2 separate regions of the Mus musculus genome follow, and region 2 is linked to region 1. A link is a contact called in public promoter capture Hi-C data. All regions are on one chromosome and are shown on one strand. The core of a region is the stretch at or near the end of the contact, and the rest is flanking DNA. Distances in the headings are between cores, read along the strand shown.

Region 1 (4,808 bases), core at 2,175-4,674:
ATTAGTTAACAGTGATGTTTCTTTTTTTGTCTGGAATTAGAGATATCACTAAAAATATATTTCAGAGCTGAACAGTTATTTAAGGCTAACTTAATGATGTATGGAATCCAATCATCAGAAAAAATGTTTCATGGAAGTTTTCTTGCTCAAAGGAATAGTTTAGTCAATAAATTTCATATTAAACAAAGTTTGTCCAGTCAGTTCAACAGTATCCTCTCTATTTCATGAATTTATTATACTATCTTATTTACCATATAAAGTGGTGACAAGTGTTTAGCATTTTTGAGATCAGTTGTCAGTTGGTATTAAAATCAAGATTAATTCATATTAACGATATGCATTTCTCAATACTCCCAGATGACAACATACATTAATACAACTATTACAAGTGATTAAGCACAGTGAAAGAGGAGGGACAAAGAGAAGTTCAAAACACCCCAAATATTTGATTTTGCAATTCAAGTTCAGCAGACTGTTGCCACAATAGTGTTTGGGCAAGTCCTCAGGGCTGCTTTTGACTTTACATCTAATTAGACACCTAATGAAAGGGAAGAATCCTTCCCCATGCGGTTTCCCTCCTTGGTATCTTTTGTGCCTTTATTTATACACATAAACACACTACTTAGGAGTTGAAATACCACAAAGTTTTTTCTCTTTCTGTACCTCACTCCCTGTAACAGTCTGGGGGAATTAGGTGGAGGAAAACATTTGTCTTCCTGATGTTTCCTACTCTGCTCAGAATTTCTTTGGGCATGTGGTCCTTCCTCACTCAACACTGAGAAAAAACATACCCATGTATTTCAGTGGATTTTTATTAGTCATTTGAGATGCTCAACAGTTTATACTAATTAGACCATCCAAAGCCTTTTGAAGATTAAGCAAATTGGACAACCCTTGTTAATTAGAACATAATTTGAAGTTTGAAATTATATCACTGATGAAGTGGTCTAATTAGTATGGCGATATGTTAATGGACCAGCAAGACACTGGCAATGGGGTTTGGCATGGACCTCGCTAAGGCATGCACAAAAATTCTCTCTTTTATACTGGCATTAATAAAAGATTTCTATAGACTCCAGCTTTTCCACGACGACATACAATTTATATACACACAATGCCCACAGTCCTGTTCATTTTTTCACTATTATGAAAACTAATAAATTCGTCAAGCTGAATTAAGCATACAAATCAGACGAGGCATAGCAGATTACACGGTGAAGCTCGGTGTCTCCCGAGCCTAAATGAAATTTCAATCTAATAATTCCTTCCTAGCTGGGTCATAATTTGTTTAGAGATGCTGTTGTACTTCTTTCAAAGCGCTGTTCACACTATAATTAAATGATACTCAAGCTTTTAACTTTGATTTATTTCATTTCGTGAAGCTTGAGACAGTGAGAACTGCACAATGTTATTTTTTTTTTATTTCCTTGAAAATTACCTTGGCTGTTGAGGTAGAAATTAAACACCTAAGCACTTACTTGAACAGTCTTGCACACAGCCACGTTCTTTCATGTCAACACCCCCCTCTCCGAGTCCTTGCCCAGGCTTCTTAGGGCTCTCAGTGGAGAACATGGCTCGTAGGAATCCCCTTTGGCTACTGTTTATTATTTTCCTTTACGCAGGGGAAGAGAAAGGCGGGCTCCAGACTGGCAAAGCAGCAGAGATTTAAGCACCACGGACAGATCCCATCGCGTTGTCAAAGCAGAGGCTTTGGGGTGGGGGGGGGGGGGGAGTATTCCGACGACAGCTTTCCTAACTTGAACCTGCCAGCCCCGGCCTGGATGAGGTCAGGGGAGGATCCACGGTTTCCTGTTCGCCGCTACCGCCGCAGGGCTTCCGGGTGCTGACTCCCAGAGGGCTCCCCTTTCCACGCTTGCCCTCCACTTTGTTTTTGTCCTAGCTCGCGCCAGTGCCTCTTAGGCCTTCTGCTTGCTCTCACACCTGCTGGCCCTCCCAAGCTCCCAGGGCCTGCACCTGTTCCGGATCACCCCTGTCCCGGACCAGCCACCCGCAGGTCCTCATCGGTATATGCACCTAGTGTCTTTCCGCGCTCTGGAAGGCGAGGGTAGCCCCAAGTGCCGCAGGACGGAGGGGAAGGATGGGAAGGAGAGGAAATAGGTTGTGTTTGGGGGGGTTGGGGCTGGGGAGTGGGCCACACTGTCTGCTTTTGAACTGGAACTCAGAATGTGTGTTCACTTCCAGGAAAGTGGTTTGCACTAGCACAAAAGTGGGAGCAAAGTGTAAGCAAAAAATAGTCTCTGCACACAGTGACTGTAGAAATGAAGATAAGTGGGACTTACGCCAGTCTGAGTGTGTGTGTTTGTGTGAGTGTGTGTGCACGCGCGTTTGAGTGAGTGAGTGAGTGTGTGTGTGTGTACGTGTACACGGTGTTAGTGGCATTCGGCAGCACATGCGCTCTGTATTTCTGGCCCTTCTCGTCCTGTCAGTTGCTCCTTTCCCTTTGATTGTAGCTAATGAAGAATAATACATCCCAGAGTCAGGGTTTGCCAGGAGATCCTCCCAAGTCCCAGCTCACCCTGTACTGGACATAGGGAGGAGGTGGAAAAAGAGAAGGGGGTGGGAGGAGAGGAATCTGTACATGTGTTAGAGGGTGATATGCTCATAAAGGGGGGAGTCGCATGCGCATAGAGGACACTAACGGGCTGTGTGGCTGTCCAATCCGCTGAGAGCTGAGGGAAATCGAGGGAGAGGAAGCCCTGCAGCCGGGCAGACCCACGTCTTTCTGCACTAGGCACCCGCCGGGCGGTGGGATGCAAAGCCCGGGGCTGACCTCAGCACGCATCAAGGCGGGAGCTCAGAGCAGAGCAGAGGACCCGGGTCGCCGCAGCGTCTAGATCCTCATCCAGGGGAATCAGGGTCACTGGAGCTGACGGGAGGGGAGGGCCCCTGAAACTTAGTGGTAAGCAGAGGGCAGGAGAGCAGGTGGCCAGGTAAGGTGCACCTCACAGTTCAGGGCTAGTCGCTTCCAAGATTGGCTTGGAACGCAACTTTTAGGGGGAGTTTTTTTTTTTTTTTTCCCGAGGGAGGCGGGAAGATCTGGAGACTGTCATTTAGGTGACTGGCACTGCCGGGTGGGGGTGGCCCGAAGCACCGACCTGGCTAGTTGGGTGGGGTTGAGCTGGGGCGCGATTAGAATCAGGAGTTGCAGGCGCGGCGTAGGAGTGGTAACAGCAGAGCGCCTGCCGGGGCAGGGAAGGCTGCGGGTCCCGTGGCAGAGAGAGAGGGGCGGGTGCAGGGAGAACTGAAAGGACCGGAGCCTGCGGGGAGCCAGGGCGGGGAGAAACCCACCCAGAGCAGTGCGTCCTGGCAGGAGAGGGCGGGGGAGGGAAGGAGGGGGAGGGCGGGCGGGGGTCAGGCGCGGGAAGAGGGGACTATAACTCCACCGCCTCGATGAGCTGGGGCACTTTGGGGTGCTGAGGTCTGAAGCCAGAGCCACCCGGAGCAGGGCAACCTCTCGGGCAGACCTAGCGGGAGACACAGGAGCGGAGCTAGCGGCCACACTGGGAGAACCGGGCCTGGAAGCAGTGGCGGCTGAGCACAACTTTGCAGTGTTGTTCCCTCTGCTGCTCCGGCCGGGTACTTCTCCGGAGGGTCGGGTAGCTGGGACCGGAGTGCGCCAGCGACGAGCGCGCCGCGCAAGGAAAGATGATGATGATGTCCCTGAACAGCAAGCAGGCGTTCAGCATGCCTCACGCAGGCAGCCTGCACGTGGAGCCCAAGTACTCGGCGCTACACAGTGCCTCCCCGGGCTCCTCTGCGCCCGCGGCGCCCTCGGCCAGTTCCCCTAGCAGCTCCAGCAACGCTGGCGGCGGCGGCGGTGGCGGCGGAGGCGGAGGCGGCGGCGGCCGGAGCAGCAGTTCCAGCAGCAGTGGCAGCGGCGGCAGCGGCGGCGGCGGGGGCTCGGAGGCGATGCGGAGAGCTTGTCTTCCAACCCCACCGGTGCGTATGTCTGCATAATCACCGCTTAAAGGCACATTTTGACAGCCTCCTTTATCTGCTTGATGTTTTTTTCATGTCTGCACAGCAAATCACCCCACACCTCCAACCAATCCCCCCTCTCTTAAGTATTCAACGGGTCTTGCCTTTCATATTAATTTTTATGACCTGGGATGCTGCCTGTGCGCGTGTTGTGTTGTGTTGTGTTGTGTTGTCTGTGGCTCACTTTTCCTCCCCCTGCACATTGGCTTCTCGCGCAGGCTTCCCCTCTCTTCTCGCTGCCGAGTTTCAGGATCACTGTCATTATTATTATTTTAACGTTCTGGGAATGCTGTAGGCACGGTGGCGGTGGCGAGCCCTGGGCCGGGGGCTTCCGGAGAGAGCGCTCACAATTCCCTGCTGAGCGTAATGTGTGCCTTCTACTTACAATTGCAGAGCAATATATTCGGCGGGCTGGATGAGAGTCTGCTGGCCCGTGCCGAGGCTCTGGCCGCCGTGGACATCGTCTCCCAGAGTAAGAGCCACCACCACCATCCGCCCCACCACAGCCCCTTCAAGCCGGACGCCACTTACCACACCATGAACACCATCCCGTGCACGTCGGCAGCCTCCTCTTCTTCTGTGCCCATCTCGCACCCGTCCGCTCTGGCTGGCACCCATCACCACCACCACCACCACCATCACCACCATCACCAGCCGCACCAGGCGCTGGAGGGCGAGCTGCTTGAGCACCTAAGCCCCGGGCTGGCCCTGGGAGCTATGGCGGGCCCCGACGGCACGGTGGTGTCCACTCCGGCTCACGCACCACACATGGCCACCATGAACCCCATGCACCAAGCAGCCCTGAGCAT
Region 2 (5,237 bases), core at 877-3,376, about 14 Mb before region 1:
GGGCACGAGTAGAGCGCCAGCGAGGCGGACGGCTGGTACAAGTAGCCCTGCGGGTAGGACATGGCCACACACGGGCATGGGGCGCGCCGCGCCGCGGCGGCCAACGAGCCGGGCGGCGCCCTGCGAGGGCGAGCGAGAGGGCACCTGGCTTCTGGCTGCCCCGGGCCGCAGCTCTTCGAGCCCCGGCTCCCGGGCTCCGGCCCGCGGCGCCTCCTGGTTGGCTTCCCGCGCGCCTCTGGCTGCGACCGCCGCGCCCGCTCCTCTGCGCGCCCCGCTTGCCCGGGCTAGGCTTTCTCTCCCCCCACCCCCCTCCCTCGCTCTTTGCACCGGGGGGCTCTGCTTTTGGCTTTGCAAAGGTCCTGCCAAGATGCTAAGTTGGAAATTGAGGATTCTGACGCCTTGTGTGCGCGCGAAGCTCCTCCTTCCCGGGGTGTAGTCGGTGGGGGGACTGGCAGGAGCCTCTGGCCGGCGGCAGCCAACCCGGCCGCCAGGCGCGTCTCGCCCTCTCCCTGTTCCTCCCCGGCTCCTCTCCCGCTCACTGGCGCTCCCCTCGCCCCTCCCTAGCGCCCGCCTCTCCTCCGCCACCCCCCTCTCCTCCTCTGCCCGGCCTCCCCCTCCTCCCTCCCGACTCTTCCTCTCCTTCTCTCTTTCTCAGACTCTCGAGCGCCGGCCCCAGGATGACAATCACATCCCAAGCGCGCCGATCGCTTCCAACTTTGCTCTCCTTTTGCTAACTCTGGGCGGAGCGGCAATCTCGACGTACAACTGGCCTTAGTCTTGGCTCGGGCCGTTCGGGAACACAAAGGGAAAGATGCAGCGGGCTGCGCTCGGGAGAACGCTCTGCGCCCTCCTCGCCAGTGCGAATAGCGAAGTTGGCGGACGTCTTGTTCTCCCGAGAGCTGGGCTGGGAGGTGGTTTTTCTCCCTCCACGCTCCACAGTGGCTTCTCCCTCCTGCCGGAGGTCTCTAGGTTGAGCTGGAGACCTGGAATTCAGATCCCAGGGAGAGTCGATGGATGCCGGCGCTCAGGGCACAGCGAGGCCGAGATGACCGCCTTTCTGCGCCAGCAACTGCAGCAGGTGGGCAAGAGCCAGGCCTAAGTAGAAGGGGCCCCGCTAGCCCTTCCTTCCACCCATCCCTGGCAGACGACGAGAAGAGGCTAGAGAGGAGACTCTGGGGTCTCTGGCTGGGGGTGTGACTTTTCTCTGGAACGAGGAAGGCAGTGGGCAAGAAGTGCCCGACGGAGAAGCTGTTCTACCCGAGTCGGTCCCCCAGACGCCCCCGGCCCCTTGCCATCCCAAGTAGCGATGCCTGCTTCTCATGTCTAGCCACGAGCAGCTTGCCCCGTCAGGTCTGTGGAGCCGGAGGGTGTGGGGTCTCGCCCCTTTTGTTCCACTAAGTCGCCTTCCACCCTCGCTCGCCCCCGCCCCAGTTCCACTGCAAACACTGGGCAGTGAACAGTGTCCAACCCAACCGCTGTTTGTTCAGCGAGGCGCTGGCCCGGCAAACACACACCACAGAGTCCCAGGCAGAGTTCTCGGAACACCCCCTCCCCAAACCCCCCACGGCCACACAGTGAGAAGGCAAAACAGACCCTAGTCCCTGGTCTCCACCTCCCGCCGCCGCAAATTACAAACGCACTGAAGCTTTGGGACAGACAGGGGCGCTGGTAAACCAGGACCGCCGGCGGCAGAGTGCACACACCACACATCAAGCATTTTGTGGCCTTTCACAACCCAGCCACGCGCAGGCTGGAGCGTAACAATACACAAAGTTTCCTGTAATGATTCTCACTAGCCAGCAAGCAGTTTGCTCGGTTGGGGCCGTGGCAAACACTAACCCCACGCGGATCGCACAGGGACCCGCACCGCGGCGCGCATTCACGCACGCGCGCAGACTGCCCCCTCACTTAGCACTCAGGATACAGGTTCCGCCCCCGAGAGGTTGGACCCCGCGGACTACATTCTCCAAGAACCTCTAGGCCTACCCCGCCCTTCCCCTACACAGCTTCGCCTCTGATTGGGCGTTGGTCTCCATTAGCCCCTCCTCTGGATGACGTAATCCGCTTCCCTCGGAGTTCCAGCGCCAGGGGGCGTGGCTGGGAGGGTCTTTGGCTGCGTATTGTCATGGAGACCAGAAGCGGTCGGCTGCTGAAGCGGGCGGCTGCGAGCTAGACTGATCGGCACGCGAAACCGGAGCCCTGGAGAGCGTGCGGCGGCCTGAGGCTGCCTCTCGGGCTGACCATTCCGGGTTCGGGGTAGGCCGGAGCTCTTCAGGGAGCGTCCCCGCCCCGACGCGCGGGTCCCCGCCTCCCGCGTCCGCACCGCCCCCCGGCTCCGCCCGCTCAGCCCGGCTAACGGTCGGCGCGGCCTGCCACGAGGGAGCGTCCGCGGCCCGCGCAGAGCCGCGCACCAAGCCGATGGCGGTGGACGCAGCAGGGCCCCGCGGTCTGAGTGCGGGCAGGCGCGCGTGGGCGTGTCTCCCTGGCCCACGCGTGTCCCCGGCATCAGTGTCTCGGCTCTGGTCCAGGACGAAGACTTCTGAAAGCGAGCCAAGGAGGTTTGTGCCACCGAGAGCCCAAGTCTGTCACGCAGACATCCTCATTACATAATCCTGCCACTTGGGCGACTTGACTGTTTCTGTCTCCCCCTCCCCATCTTGCTCCCCACTCTATATTTTTTCTGCTCTCTCTCTCTCTCTCTCTCTCTTTTTTTTTATTTTTTTTATTTTTTTTATTTTTTTTGGTGTGTGTGAAGGACTAGAAAGTGTCCTGCAAGATATTGAAACATTTAGAATTTGCGATTTTGTTTCTCTGGTTGTCACCTCCGCTCTACATCAAATTTAAGGCTCATTTCTTAAGGATGTCTCTATTTTCTGCTTTATTTGCACACTGATGGCTCTGCTGCTCTGCTGGCCTCAGCCGCCTGCGTCTGATACAGAACCGCGTTAATAAGAGAGGGAAGGCGAAAGCTGATCATTAGCAGGCAGACGGAACTCAGATAGCATCTGGCGTCCTTTTCTCCATGTTTACAAGAAAGCTTTTATATTCTCGCTTGGTAAACACATTCTTGCTGGCAAACACAAGGTTTTAACTTTTTATCTTGATACTAGGGGAGAATCAACACTCCTCCCCACACAAACACCTTTTTTTTTTTTTCCTTTCTGTTCCGTCAGCTTTTCCATTTGGGAAACTGTTCACTTGTTAGCTGTAGTTCCGGGTCTCTTGTCGCTGAAGCTTTTTATACACCAGCAGAGGTAGGACCCTCATGCCAGATCACCAAGACTCGTTTATTCCCCCTTACTGCTGCATTTGTATATTTCTAAACATGTACTAGGGCTAGGTTACTCTGTTTTTAATGTTGGCTTGTTAAGCTTCATTTAAAAACTTGCCAAGGGTTTATTGGTTTGTCGTGTCTGCACGGATCTAGTTATGCCTAGCTCTTAAAACATCGAGCTTTAAAATAAGACCTACGATTGTGCTGCCAAGATCTGGCATGGCGCTTGCTCTTCAAGTTCTGGACAAGTAGGGCTGTCATTGTTTCTATCAAGTGCAAAGGAGGTGACGCCTGTTTGCTTAGTGTAATAGTTGTTTACAGTGAAAACTTTAAAGACTTACAAAAGTAGACCCGCAGGATTTTAAAGATCTCGTCATTTCTGTGGCTGAGACACAGCAGCAGCATCAGGAAAGGCAACAGATTGCTTCTGTCCTATCGCTTGGCTGTTTTCGAGTGTTCTTAAAGGATTATGATTGATAAGGCTGTCTTGCTGGAGAATGTTGACACAGGTGTGCATCGTTATCTTAATTAAGATCCAGAGAAAATGTTGTCTATAAATGGAGACACAAGGAGAGGACATAATTTTGTACAGTTTTGCTTTTGGAGACTTTAATTGCTCTTGAAAGCTGTCTTTGAGCTTCCAGATTTTGTGAGACAGATTCTTTGGCAACAGAAGTTTTAGAGAGGAATGATAGTTTAATGTTAAGTGTTCTGGCATGCTCTGATACTACTTGTGGCTTTTTGGCAATACTTTGTGTTGGCTTTCTTTGTGCTCTGTCTTTGTGGAATTATGGCTCTCAATTTCTAAAGCAAAGCGTAAAATAGAGGGCTGTATTGTTAGGCAGACAATCATTAATGGTTGGAATCAATCTGTTGAGGAAGACGCGTTTAGTGTGCATGAAACAGGGAAATACTGAAAATGTAAACAGTAGAGAAATGTATCCCTTTTAAGGTCTGAGGAAGGAAAGAGCCTTCCCAAGAGCCTTGGTGATGTAAAATCATTCTCTTTTCATATTATCAAGTGCATAGCTGCAGTGTTTATGGGATGCCTCCTTTTCGTTTGTAGAAATGAGGGAAACTTTCACTCCTCCCAGAATACTGTGTTATATATTTTAACTGGTGAGCAAGTGATGATACGGTACTAGGTTAGTACCCAGACGATAACCTGGTTACTCACTAAAATAATATCACCATCCTCCACTAGGAATGGGGGTGAGAACAACAAAGGGGGGATGCTGGTGGCTCACCCTCGGCTTGCCGTGCACCTCAGGCCGGTTAACATAAGTGCTACATTAAAATCTTCCCTCCTCTTTGTAGCTCAACATTTCCTGGAAGCTGGCTGTCAATCAGCATTTGTGTAAGATGTGTCCGTGCTCTCCTTTACTATAAACCTCAGGGTAGAGAGAGGAAATGAAAGTGGAGGGACCCTGGGCATCTGATGGGAGAGGCCAGGTGGAGAGTCACGGCTGAATCTTGACTTCAAGGATAATTAGCTGGTTAGAATTACACGGGGAGCTAAAATCAAAGGAAGACTACTTAGACTTGCTTGCTGAAACTGAAACAAGAGCGTTCATTTTGAGATAATTGCTTTATTTACCGCCCCCCCCGGCCTCCCCCCACCAAAATGTTTTCTCTGGCAGCTATAGTCCTCATCTTGTATGCTATTATGCATATGCTATTTTTAAATTAGATATATTGTGTTAAAAGAGTTAGAATATTAATACAAATGAATTCTCCACTTTAATTAATAACACAACTATGCATGTTTGTGTGTTTTGTAAATGTTACGAAGAATGACAGACAGTGTCCTTTAAGCTGATGAGCTGGGAATGAATGAAATGCTGTAATCCTTTGTGAGTTGACTGTGTTGTTTAAAATAGATTATGAGCACAGTGTCGAAACTGGAACAGTGTTTTCATTCTGAAATAGCTTCACCTGCTTTGAGAGGTAGTATGGCTCTCTT

Evidence for each region. Promoter capture Hi-C pulls out the DNA fragments that hold promoters and counts their contacts.
Region 2: a contact with region 1 is called in a promoter capture Hi-C map of hippocampal neurons, with 6 times the contacts expected there. The contact joins the promoter of Crnde here to the promoter of Pou4f2 in region 1. A contact is called at or near these places in 1 of 39 promoter capture datasets (hippocampal neurons) and 1 of 484 Hi-C or Micro-C datasets (embryonic stem cells).

What each region holds. Positions count from the first base shown.
Region 1 is chr8:78,435,263-78,440,070 of GRCm38.p6, reverse strand. Pou4f2 (POU domain, class 4, transcription factor 2) reads left to right here and starts at 3,424. Exons shown (of 2, transcript NM_138944.3): 1 at 3,424-3,960; 2 at 4,393-4,808. The coding sequence starts at 3,667.
Region 2 is chr8:92,353,009-92,358,245 of GRCm38.p6, reverse strand. It overlaps Crnde (colorectal neoplasia differentially expressed (non-protein coding)), which reads left to right and starts at 2,126. Exons shown (of 4, transcript NR_110452.1): 1 at 2,126-2,558. It overlaps Irx5 (Iroquois homeobox 5), which reads right to left and starts at 450. Exons shown (of 3, transcript NM_018826.2): 1 at 1-450. The coding sequence starts at 62.